Regions from separate parts of the Danio rerio genome. Here region 1 is linked to region 2. Evidence: chromatin contacts called from public Micro-C data. All regions are on one chromosome and are shown on one strand. Each heading gives the region's core, a stretch centred on a gene start, on an enhancer-like site or on the middle of the called end of the contact. The rest is flanking DNA. Distances are from core to core; before and after follow the strand shown. Region 1 holds the start of qkia (QKI, KH domain containing, RNA binding a). Region 2 holds the start of ythdf2 (YTH N6-methyladenosine RNA binding protein F2).

What was found. A called contact is a pair of places that touch in the nucleus more often than the background predicts.
Region 1: a Micro-C map of caudal fin shows a contact between it and region 2, with 2.8 times the contacts expected there. The contact joins the promoter of qkia here to the promoter of ythdf2 in region 2. A contact is called at or near these places in 1 of 18 Hi-C or Micro-C datasets (caudal fin) and 1 of 4 datasets of contacts at active chromatin or transcription factors (embryo).

What each region holds. Positions count from the first base shown.
Region 1 is chr17:29,201,220-29,208,206 of GRCz12tu, reverse strand. qkia (QKI, KH domain containing, RNA binding a) reads right to left here and starts at 2,279. Exons shown (of 8, transcript NM_131224.1): 1 at 1,897-2,279. The coding sequence starts at 2,041. LOC141378580 (a long non-coding RNA gene) reads left to right here and starts at 1,449. Exons shown (of 4, transcript XR_012393430.1): 1 at 1,449-3,383; 2 at 3,454-3,568.
Region 2 is chr17:28,910,893-28,917,433 of GRCz12tu, reverse strand. It overlaps ythdf2 (YTH N6-methyladenosine RNA binding protein F2), which reads left to right and starts at 5,163. Exons shown (of 4, transcript NM_200250.1): 1 at 5,163-5,328; 2 at 5,494-5,518. The coding sequence starts at 5,302.

The DNA.
Region 1 (6,987 bases), core at 1,030-3,529, 290 kb before region 2:
GATAGCTGCAAAACTATGCAGGCGGCTGCGGGTCTGATATAAGCAGCAATTGAACAAAACAAAATAAAAAAATGTTCCTTTTTTTCTTTTTTAAACCAGACTTACAACTTTACACCCTGTCTGGTAAGTGCAGTTCAACAACCTGTGCTGTAATTATTAAGAATAAAGTGAGTAGGCAGAGATTAAGTGGTCTTTTGCAGCTGTTTGAAATCTTAAACACTGCAAAAGCAATCAGATCGAATGCACTTTCAGCTACCTCTGAAAGCGGCAGAGTGGACAAACTCAAACTGTTTACACATTGTGTTCAGATTTATTTACTTGTGGGCAGATTGATAGAAGTGTATTGTAATATGAAAACAGACCCCTAGAAAGAGGGAGAGGAAAAAACTACTATAGATATGCAAGCAAACTCATGACGGTCTGCATGTTGAAATACTAGTTTATTACAGGAGTTATAAAGGGATTACTCACGGGGAGTTTATTTAACCCATATCTAAACTGTTTGGTCATCAACAAACTACAAAGTACACCCTTGAGTAAATCATTTTCATTTTGGAACAAGCATTAATGTGAATGGCGTTTGTTATTACATTACTAGTTAGTAAACATACAAAAAATCCTATTTGATTACATTATCCTTCATAAATTTGCCATTGGCGAATACAGTGAGTTGAGCTTCTCATCAAAACTGATCTAATCAAGCTTACGCGTGGTTTGCTTTGCGTTTGTGTATCGGAATGTGGAATTGTGATCAGTCAAACCAAACTAGTTTATCCAGTAACGCACAGTGTGATTTTGTAAAACGCCAAGAGCGCAAACGAAGCAGATTATGGACAACATTGCAGCAGATTTTGCGGCTGCTCTTCCTTCTTTGTTACAGGACAAACAGAACCGCGTGTCTGCATGTCCACATCACGAGCATTTCAGCAATTCTTGCGGCGAATACAAACGCGCAATGTCTTAATGTGTGCGTAATAATTCAAACATTTCCTAAGCGAAACATGAGGAGATTAAACCCTGATTGTAAACTACATGCATTTCAGACACAACAGCGGGTGTAAATAAACGCACAACGTGTGTGGAGAGAAGCAGTGACGGTGCAGATACGAGCTGCAATGGGAGAAACCTGCTGCATATAACAACCACAGACTGTCTTTCACACTTCCAGATTGCATTATAAATATATGTTTACAATAAAACACTGTTTCATGCTCGACGCGATAATGCTGTACCGCATGTCTCGCTCTTTGCATAGGGCGCATTCACGCATAACTCTACTGAATGCCTCGGGGGAAATCTTAATCTGCAAACAAACAGTTAATTGTTGTGATTAAATCCACTGTGTTATGTAGAGCTACTAATACTGTAACCACAGGAGGAATTAAACATACTATAAAGCTATTCTAAAAGTGACAAACAACCGTGAGTTTCTTATCTGCAACTAACTTAATGTTACTAACGTTAACCTAACTTCGGCTAACTTCACTCACACCCTGATATAAGTTAGTAAACGCTCAAGCGCCTGGTTATTAGCTATTTACAACATGTAATAAACGCATAGAATAAGACAAAAACCGTAAAAGTTGTACATTTGATGGTAAAGAAGTGAAAGTTAACAAAAATGACGCCGTTAAAAAGTTGTTGATTTAGCAGAGTGCTAACAGTGCTAGCGACCCGCACATGCGTAACGTTACTGACTTGGTAAAAAGCGAATTTTCTAATTATAAAAGGGGGGGAAAGCTGTTGAAAGCTGCTTAAACACAACCAAATAACCAAATTTAACAATAAAACATAAATCCCAACTATCATTTTGAGTCTCTTTCGCAGTAGACCAATAGTTTGTGAAGTTGTAAAACGCCACACGAACACTCACAGCTCAGATTTACACACACATACCTTCGTCCAAGAGTCTCTCCAGGTGTGTGAAGATGCCGCACAGGTTCGGTAAACTCGTCATGAGCTTCTTTTCGTTCAGTAGCTGCATCAGATAGTCGGGACTCGGCCTCGGTCTCTCCTTCACCTCCATCTCCCCGACCATCATCTTTGCAGACAAACGCTCACAATCCTTCCCCCAGAAAAGAAAAAAAAGAAAACACAAAAGAAAAAATAACGGTGCTGCTCAAATCCCTCGTTCCCCCTCCAGGCTGCGGCGACTCTGTCCAGATGTAGGGGCTGATCTGAATGTGCAGTCTCTGTCTGGCGTGCTCTTTTCTCCTTTCGCTGGAGTCGCGCGGTGTGGACTCGTCGAGTTCTCCTCGTTGTACTGAGCTCTTGCTGCCGCTCCGGACTGCCACCAGTGCGCGTTCGCGGAGGAACCTCTGAGCGCGCCCGACCAGCCGCACGCGCATTGGCTGAGTGCGCGACGCGGACGCGTACGGTGGCCAATTAGCGCATGGCTTGAAGAGGCGGGATCAGTGCTTTAACCATACGAATGAGAGCCTGAGATGATGGACAGCGATTTTAGCCAATAGCATGCATATTCCAGAACGCTTGGAGTCACCGGTATGATTTATCGTGAAACGCTATGACAACATGTCTGTGACAACAAGTGTTTGGCTTTTCGTGATGTGTGTGTTGCTTTTAGAGTCAAATCGTTTAAATGCATATTTCTGATTTGCAGTTTGCGATTATCTTCTTTTGCTAGGATGTGTCGTGCGCATAATCTGCAAAATATATATGTCGTGTTGGTGTTAAAAATATAAAGGTATAGCCTGAATGAACTACATTATGATTTATGATACTTTTTATTTATTTTTTTAAGGATGAAAAATGCAAACAAAAGTCTTTTCGCCAATCCAAGTTTTAAGAACAACAAATAATAACTTGACTTGTAGTTGATCATGTGGTATCAGAAGTAGCTTATATGAAAGGCAAAGGCCTCTAGATTACTCTTATTTTACCAAAATAAAATATGATCATGCCTTGATATTTATTTAGTTAGGACAGTAAGGTCTGACTTTGCTTAGACAAAAGTCTTGTCACTTAACAAAAATAATATATACATACAAATACATCTCTGCAATGACTCAAATAACATGAATAAAGTCATCTGGAATGGCAAAGAAAGTGTTCTTGCAGGTCTCCCAGAGTTCATCAAGAGTCTTTAGATTCATCTTCAATGCCTCCTCCTTTATCTTACCCCAGACATGCTCAATAATGTTCATGTCTGGTGACTGGCCTGGCCAATCCTGGAGCACCTTGACCTTATTTGCTTTCAGGAACTTTGATGAGGAGGCTAAAGTATGAGAAGGAGTGCTATCCTGCTGAAGAATTTGCCCTCTCTTGTGGTTTAAAATGTAATGGGCAGCAAAAATATCTTGATACCTCAGGCTGCTGAAGATGCCATCCACTCTGCAGATCACTCACACACCCACATACCGAAGGTACCCCCAAACCATGATTTTTCCTTTACCAAACTTGACTGATTTCTGTGAGAATCTTGGGTCCATGCAGGTTCCAATTGGTCTTCTGCAATATTTGTGATGATTGGGATGCAGTTCAGCAGATGATTCATCGGAAAAATCTGAAGTGGTCTTACAACTGGGATTGACGACAAGACTTTTGTCAGGTAATACATATAAAGTTTGTGTGTGTGTGTGTGTGTGTGTGTGTGTGTGTGTGTGTGTGTGTGTGTGTGTGTGTGTGTGTGTGTGTGTGTAAAATTTAAAACAAAAATGTGTTTTTGTTATTAACATATACCTGGGCATACTTGGAATAGAATATCCATCATCTATTGATTCCATTTGTTTCAGGAACATTCTGTTCTTTAAGAAATACGCTGTTTTACACTAAGTTTAAACAATAGTTGTATAAATATCTCTTTGTTTTCTCATTCTCACACATCGTGATACATTCCTTTATTTTCTTTTCGGCTTAGTCCCTTTATTAATCTTGGGTCGCCCAGCGGAATGAACTACCAACTTCTCCAGCATATGTTTTATGCAGCGGATGCCCTTCCAGTCACAACCCAACACTGGGAAACACCCATACACTACTGCATTCACACACATACACCACAATCAATTTAGCTAATTCAATTCACCTTTAGCACATGTTTTTGAAACATGCAAACTACACACAGAAATGCCAGCTAGCCCAATAGGGGCTTGAACCAGCAACCTTACTGCTGTGAGGCAATTGTGCTACACACTGCACCACCGTGACGCCCATACATCATGATATCAATTGTAAACAACTTTATCAAATTTATTACTTTTTTTTCCTCAACTACAATTAATTTAGGGAGGTCATGTAATATAAAAATAACCTTCAGCACAGCAGCTTGGTTCTAATCACTAATTTTGACCATTTATGTAGCATTTCAGAATATTTCACATATTAAGACACATCTCCAACCACCATATTACACTGATTCATCAGTATGTGAGACACATTTCAGTGACTATCAGCTGACATCCCTGGACATCATCCTGCCTTATCCACATGAAAGATAACAGGACACGTGTCTTCAATAGTGACAACATCCAGAACTCAATATCAGATATTTACTATCAGATATGTCATTGCTCCAGACTAATTGGCTCCAAGTAATATCCATAAATAAATGAATGCAGGCTCCATTTTTGAAATGAGCTAAGCATTAACGGCCTCTTTATTTGTGACACAAACAAAAATATATCCATATGATTCACTATGAATCCTCCTGTTCACCTGACTCTTCATCCTTTCTTTCTTTAATCAGTTTTTTTATTCACTTTTTTAACCTTCTATCATAAACTGAAAATAAAAATCTCCCCAATTTCTGAAGACAGCACAAAAGATTGAGCATTTATCTCTTTCTCAGATAAGGATCCTTTGCTCTTATCAATGCTGCCACATACATTTTCATTTTACTAGGCACTGCGCCACATTTGTGTCTGTGTGCTGCTAATATTGTGTGTGTGTGTGTGTGTGTGTAGAGCGAGATATTAATCCCCGCCCAAACCCTGTATTTTCCTCCTCTATTAATAACACGGGTTTCATTCTACAATTAATCCAATTAACGACACTTTAGATAAAAAGTGAATATGAAATCAGGTGGTTGTGGAGCGGCAGGGGGCTGAGAGAAAGGATGGAGACGGCGCTTCAGAGGGGGCATCAGTCAGGATCTGGCGGTCAGCGCCGGCAGCTGATTAGAAAAGCAGTAGGTGGCATGACTGTGTCTGGAATATAATGTGTGCTGCCTCAAAGCGCACACGCTCTTGTGTTATTTTGTCTGAAGAAAGCTTGAAGGCTTTGAGTGTGAAAATAAACAATACTGAAGCATAAAACAAAAGAGATTACGTGTGGGCGCTGGAACACCAGAGAGTGAAATCTGGGTCAATTGTGGGATCTAGAGAGAGGGAAAAATCGCACTTTTGTTGAGGTGAGGTGAAGAGTGGCATATTCTCACTGAAATTGGCAAGGGAGCGTGTGTGTGAGTGTCGTTGAGTATTTATGGGAGTGAGAGTAAAAGCATGTTGGATAAGCCGAACACAGGCTGATGACTGAAGAAACGGCCATAAGAGCTTTCTGCATGGGCTGGTCAGATATGTTGGGTGTTGTGTTTTGGACTGCGGCGCTGACAGCACTGATGGATTCTATTCTCTCCACCCAGTCCAGTCCAGTCCAGCGCAGTGCAGTATAATCACACCATGGGCCGTCATGTCATTCATGGCTCTACGGCTCCCTAGGGGGTCCGCAGGGAAGATTAGAGCAAACACACAGTCCTTTATCACTCACTCACAGAGACTGTGTTCAAAAGCTCTACAATGCTGCCTTTGGAGGAAGCATTCATAGGTAGGATGGCATCAAGGAACAATACAAATTCTGCTTCACCTCGTGTTGATACCTTTTTCTGATTGAATTTTAAGGCAGCATAGATGTGTCCTTCACTGTCTTTAATGTAGCACAATCCTGTGCATTGCATTTCTGACAGGTGAGCAAGAAAATAAATAAAATAAACATGGGGCAATGTATGTGTAAATGTATGTTTTTAATGCATGTCTATCAAGAAGTCACTCTAGTAGTAAGTAAATATCCACTTGGTTATCGCCAAACTCTCTCGATTTAATTGTACGTGATTAAATTGTTTTGCTTTCTCAGAAATCTGTCTGACATTCGTTTTAGAAGGTGCCTTTTGCGCGGTAACACCGGCTCCAGAGTCACTGCTAATTTTTGCCTCTGTGAAATTTCATTCATTTATTCATTTATTTTCCTTCAGCTTAGTCCATTATTTATCAGGGGTCGCCACAGCGGAATGAACCACCAACTATTCCAGCATGTTTTATGCAGCGGATGCCCTTCCAACTGCAACCCGGTACTAGGAAACACTCAAACATACTCTCACATTCACACATGCGTTCACACACATATACTATGGCCAATTTAGTTCAAATTCACTTATAGCGCATGCCTTTGGTCTGTGGGGAAAATCGGAGCACTCAGAGGAAACCCAGATAAACACGGGGAGAACATACAAGCTCCACAGAGAAAACATAAAACTGGTCCAATTGGGACTCAAACTTTCTCACTGTGAGGCAACAGTGCACAATACTTCTTTTTTTAAATGTAATGTTTTTTTAAAGAAAAGTTTTGTTGAATTTAAAAAGTGCACCAATACAGCTATATTTTCCTTGTCTTGACACATTAAAACATTGTGGCTAAGAAATACTTAATTGGTTTGGTCAGAGATAAATTTGGTAAATCCTTAATTTTGAGCCATAAAAAGTCATGTGAAATAAAAACGAATTGCATTGCGACAACCCATTTGCTCATGCACACTGAGCAAGCTAATACACAATACACAGAAGAAGTTAAATGAATGAGGAGGCATGTTGCGGACATAACACAACATCTAAATCAAGTCATCTTAGCTTGTCAAAGTCAAATTTATGCGTATAAAATATATTTCCCAACAAAAAAAGTGTGGCTATTGAAAATGGTCACACGCAGGCCTCCCACCAGTGCTGATATACAGCCATATCGAACTGCTACTCGTGTGATATT
Region 2 (6,541 bases), core at 3,914-6,413:
GGTTTGAAGCTAGCATTGTGTTAAACATGGTAGAGACATGCTAATTTGTGCTAGAAATGTAAAAGATGTAAAAACATGCTATAATAGCAACAACTAAAATATGTAAACACATGTACTATACGCTAAATTTATGCTAATTCATATTGTTATAACGGTAAACATAACGCTAGCAGCAATTTTCAACATGTCAGCTGGCTCAAGCTCACAGCTTGCTAACAACACGTTCATTCATTTTCTTTTAGGCTTAGTCCCTTTAATGATCACCACAGCGGAATGAACCGCCAACTTATCCAGCACATGTTTTATGCAGCGGATGCCCTTCCAGCCGCAATCCATCACTGGGAAACATCCATACACACACTCATTCACATGCACTACGGACAATTTAACCTACCGAATTAACTTATACCGCATGTCTTTGGACTTGTGGGGAAAACCAGAGCACCCAGAGGAAACCCACACGAACACTGGGACTCGGGGAGAACATGCAAACTCCACACAGAAATGCCAACTAACTCAGCCGAGGCTTGAACCAGCAAACTTCTTGCTGTGAGGCGAACGTGCTACCCACTGCGCCACCGTGTCACCCCACAACACTTGTTAGAAACATGATAATTCATGTTAGCAATGTGCTACCCACATAGTAACGACATGCTAATTCTTATTAAAGCATGTTAGGCTAAAACCTATGATTACTGACCCCCTTGTTCATACTTCCAAGTATTAAAATCATGCTTGTTAAAAAAAGTAGCTAGACATGTTAGAAACATTTTATTGACTTTCTCTGAGCAAAACATTTAAGTTCTAATCATTCAAACGTTGTCTTACATGTTTTCTATTTAAGCAATTCTATTTAACTCAATTTCTATGTGCTGCTTTGAATTATGGGAATTGTTTCTTTCATGTTGTGCCATCTGTACAGTGCAGATGCAGAGTGATTTATTTAGTGATGACATCATTGAGTTCACAGCTATTTTTATTGGCCAGTAAATTTGTAGATCTGCCCTCAGTTACAGCCGCTAGCCAATCAGAGAGGGTATGTGGGAAAATAAACATTATGCTGGCAATCAACCAGGCCTCCACATGGAAAAGCTATGCTAAATTGTGTAGGCAAACTCAAGTTTCTGCATTTCTGCAGAATTTCTTCTGTAAAGTAAAACCTGTCTCTGTGCTAACTAGACTGTTAGCCCACCAGCCCCACCAACCCCACTTTATCCAATCAATTTTCCATCTCTTATTTCTCACAGGACCCTGGAACATTAACGTCACCCCTGTGCAATCTCAGTGTGGGACACTCTACTCAGATCAGTGCCATCCACTTTAAATATAAAATTCACCTGTCATTGACCTGCCACATGCAGCGATCCTGCAATGTGACTACGTTTATGAATCCTGGCCTTTGAAATAAGGTGAAAGATTAAAAACAGGGAGGATTTTAATTTCAAGATGTTTATAACAAGATGTCAGTAAATTGATGCAATTCATAAGGTTAATTAAAACTAAGATCAGAACACTCTAACTTGCAAATATGACACATAAATATGTGCCTTTGTGAAACTAACAGCTTCCTCATTCTTCCTTTTTCAGCCGTTCAGTGTTTCTTTAGCACTTATAAAAAATGTGAGAGATTTTCCTTGTTTGCATAATATGTGACTTGCATTTTCACACAACACTGAAAGTTCACCTCAATCTCCTGCTGTTCTGAAAGCAAATGTTAAAAGGGTTCAAGTATATCTAATTTTTATCCAACACATCCAACCACAAACTCAACTCCTGCATTAAAAGATTATTCACAGAGCTAATTACAGACTCTATAAGGAACCCGGGCTCGACCACAAGCACTTTTTCAAAATAATCTCAAAAGATCTGACATCGGGCTTTAAGAGCACATTACAGGCCAAGGCTGGAGCTTGAAAGGTTATAGAGCACAGGTCTTGCATCTGTTAATAGAGATAGAGCTGCTAATGAGTTGTTTTGACACAGTCTGAGACTCACAAATTGGATCAATACACATTCAGTAAATGGTAAAGACACCATCTTAATTGGTCATTCATTCATTTCACTCCTTGCAGGTTTTAACAGGTTCATTTGTGGCTGTGTGAGCGTGTGTGAAAGAGAGAGAGGGAGAAGAGAGAGAGAGAGAGAGAGAGAGAGAGAGAGAGAGAGAGAGAGAGAGAGAGAATAATTTGCAGTATGCATATACTAATTCTTAGTATAACCAGCATTTTTGTTAGATTGTTTTCTTTTAATATTGTTTTGCAATTTAATGGTTTAGGGAAATATATTGGAAAATACATTAAAATAATTAATAAATAATTTGATACAGTAAGATTAAAATAAATAAACAATTAAAATGTATTTAAATTAATTACATTAGAATGAAAGACACAATCATTTAAAATATCAAGCTTATCTATTGATGGTAATAATTATAAAATTGTTTAAAAAAAAGATTAAAATAAAATTGAATAAGGAATAAGCCTAATGAAGGTAAGACTAAAACACATATTCCAAATTGTGAATAAAATAAGTATTTAACATTACATATTAAGCATGTGATAATAATTAATAAGCATTAGATTAAAGCAAACTAAGACATTTTGATATGTGGTTCAAGTTAATACTGTAAAATTCCAAATAATTAGATAAAGTAGTAAGTATTATAAAGAGTATAATGTAACCTAGTAGAAACAAAATATTTTCATTATATATATATATATATATATATATATATATATATATATATATATATATATATATATATATATCATAATAAAATAGAGGTGGCTCAGTGGTTGGCACTGTCAATTCACAGCAAGAAGGTCACTGGTTTGAGTCCCAGCTGGGTCAGTTAGCATTTCTTATTCATTTTAGTTTATTCAATTTACCTATAGCACATGTCTTTGGACTGTTGGGGAAACACACTCTCATTCACACATAAATTACGGACAATTTAGTTTACCTATTTCACCCACATGTCTGGACTTGTGGAAGACAGCGAAGCACTTAGAGGAAACCGACGCGAGCACAGGGAGAACATGCAAACTCCACACAGAAATGCAAATCGACCCAGCCGAGACTCAAACCAGTGACCTTATTCCTGTGAGGTGATCATACCCACTGCACCACCATGACGACCTACAATATTATATAATATTTCTATTTTTATATAAACAATATCTTAAAAACTCATGTTCTAAACTTTGGTCTGTAAGGAAAAAAACATTTATTTCTGCACCTTGAGTTCTGTAAGAAAGATTTTTTAGCTACTACTACTATTGCAAACTTTAAGCCTTGATTATCGGCCATGTTAGTTAGAAACACTGCCATTTCTTTGTAAATATAACTTCTTGCACTAAACCTGACATTCAAATAATATTTTTTACAAATGTGTTTGTTTGTTTGTTTGTTTGTTTGTTTGTTTGTTTGTTTGTTTGACTTTATTAATCCCCTAAGTTAAATTCATGTCACAGCAGAGCTTTCCACGCTAAAATAGCTAGATAAAATAAGCTATAAAAAAAAAAAATATATATATATATATATATATATATATATATATATATATATATATATATATATATATATATATATATATATATAAACAATTATAAAATTTCTTTCATACTGCACACCTTAGTTTCAAAAACAACGAGTAAACACTTGTTGTGCATATCTATCAACTAGGCCTATTACAAATCAGCAAACTACATCTAGTATGATTTTGGTTATACAGTCTGATCACTGTAGGTAAAAATGAACTCCTGTATTTTTCTCTGTAGGAAATATAGGTTGCTCTTGAAAATAAACCATAAAGCGCAAATGTACTGTAGTTGCGTAAGCTGTTACGTCCACGACTGTCTCTCTGATATAACATAAATGTGCTGCGTAATCAGGGCGACATCTAGCGGCTCACAGGTGACAGTGCATATTTTAATCGTGACTTTTTTTTAGTTCATAAAGCGCACAAACACAAAGTAAACTCATTATAATAACATAACAATCGGGTTTTATTAACGTCTTTAGTGCAACAACCAAAATTGCAGAGTGAGAGCTGATAAAAAAGACAAAAGTGTGGATATTTTACTGCACTGTGTAGTAAATTGAGAATTAATTTTGATATAAAAAAGTGAATTAGACGATTTATTTGAAAAACACTGTGTCATTTACTTTTATTTTATTTAACCCTATTCGTGTATTTAATTAAATTATCCTTATTTTGTATTTGTAATATATCAGTAGGGGCAGTAGGTTGTGCTGTCGCCTCACAGCAAGAAGGTCGCTGGTTCAAGCCTCGGCTGTGTCAATTGGCGTTTCTGTGTGGAGTTTGCATGTTCTCCCCGCGTTCGTGTGGGGTTCTTCCGGGTGCTCCGGTATCCCCCACAGTCCAAAGACGTGGTAAGCTAAATTGTCCGTAGTGTATGTGTGTGAATGAGAGTGTATGGGTGTTTCCCAGTGTTGGGTTGCAGCTGGAAGGGCATCCAATGCGTTAAACATATGCTGGAAAAGTTGGCGGTACATTCTGCTGTGGCGACCCCTGATTAATAAAGGGACTAAGCTGAAAAAAAATTCATGAATGAATTTATCAATATCAAAATCTGAATTTGATATAAAACCAAATGGATTTATCAATCTGCTAATTTGAATAATGATAAAATGATTACAAATGCGAAAATAATGATAGCCGTATAATCATGACATAATACAATGTAAATTAAATAATTGCACATGAAATAAATTTCGAATTTAGAACGCATAAATAAAAACAGATTATTCAAAAAAGCTAATAAATACAACATATAGGTATTCAAACAAACAATAAAGAAATTAAATTGTGATTAAATCACTGAATACAGTGATGATTACTTGAAAATGTAACTTAAAATAAATTAAATATTCGTATACTAAATACATATACTTTGAACATTTTGATAATTTTATGAGTCGGATTTTTTCTCAGTTTAAATCCCTTGCCTTAGCTACATTTACCCCTTTAGGATCGCCACGGATTATCATTTTGGTGGGACTTGAATTTGGACCCACTGTCGTTCATTCATTACCTTCACCTCCTCCCAGCCGCAGTGTGGCGCTATACCGCCGGGGATAAACGTGTGGCGGCATCTCGGCCATGTTGAAGTGTGGAGGAACTGCAGCCCGCCATTGTGTGTCTGATCTGCAGCTGTAGCGAGAGAGAGGGAGAGAGAGAGACTCGGGCGCAAAGACTCTAAAAACACACACATTTCCCGTTGACTTTAACCCGCAAACAAACGCGCAGTCTAACACACAGGCACCGGGGAGTGAGAAATGTCAGCCAGCAGCCTTCTGGAGCAGGTAAACAGAGGCACTTTGTGAACATTGAGCAGAAGTGGCGTCGAGGCGGGTTTTTTTTCTCTCTCGCAGCGCGAGTTCAGGCCTGAGCTTCATATAAACCTTCATTTATTCTCCCTCTTTCCTCTCCAAACTCACTCCTTCATGAATCACCTGGACCCAATCCAGAGACCGAAAGGCCAAGCAAACAAAGGTAGGTGAAGTGTGTGTCGTTTTAGCGCTGTAGATAACGAGAGTCTCGTGCTGGTTCTCCTGCTAGCAGGCCGTGTGTTCAAACCAATTCCGCTATCAAATCAAACCGTGTAACCTGCTCAGAACAGACACCCGTGGGTTTAAAGGATAAGTATGTCTTATAGTAGATGATCTGGTTGACTTTAGTGTTATTGATCCGATAAAGAGCTGGTGTTTTGGAGCCCACGCTAGTTAGCCGCTTAGCACAGCGCTAAGGCCGAGTGCAGCAGAACGCGTGACACTCCGAAGCACCTGAACACCCACATACACTACAGCTTTCGCTCTTTTTAGACGCTTGTTTAAAGTGTAGCGGTGGAAGGGTCCCGCATACCCATAGACCACCCCCGCTACCGGTGGGCAACAGGCGGGGGGTTAACATGCCGCCGGGGGACCTGTTGAGGGGATTTTCAGCACCCCAGTCTGTGTCAAGCTTTCACAATCCAGTTGCGTGTTGAATCAGTCTATTTAACACGTGCATTTAATGTGACAGCTTTTAGTTCTTTATTTTTAGTCTATTTCTAATCCTTTTGCATACGGTGCATTCTTGACACAAATTCATTTAAAAAGCCATTTGGTGTTTAATCGATTATTACGTACTTTAAGGAAAATGATACAGAATAAAATAGTTTAATCATAGTTGTAGTGACTACATGACTGCACAGACAACCGATCCTCAGATGCAACAATGGCTGTTATAAAGAATCATCTCCGTTTAAAGTCTTTCACAATGTTAAAACTACAATTAGATTTTAATTGCTAAAATTATTTAATTATATTGTAAAGTAGATTTTAAAGAAAAAAAATAAGCAAACTGTTTCAAAATTAATTTTAATATATTTAAACATGCATGACGGGAAACATGCAGTTAAAATTAAGTACAGCTGTTAATACAGTGCCACTTTAGACAACTTTTTTTAATAGAGACATCCTTGGTCAACAAAATGTGCTTCTTTGAAAACAGTGTTGTACTTGCATCATTTACCCT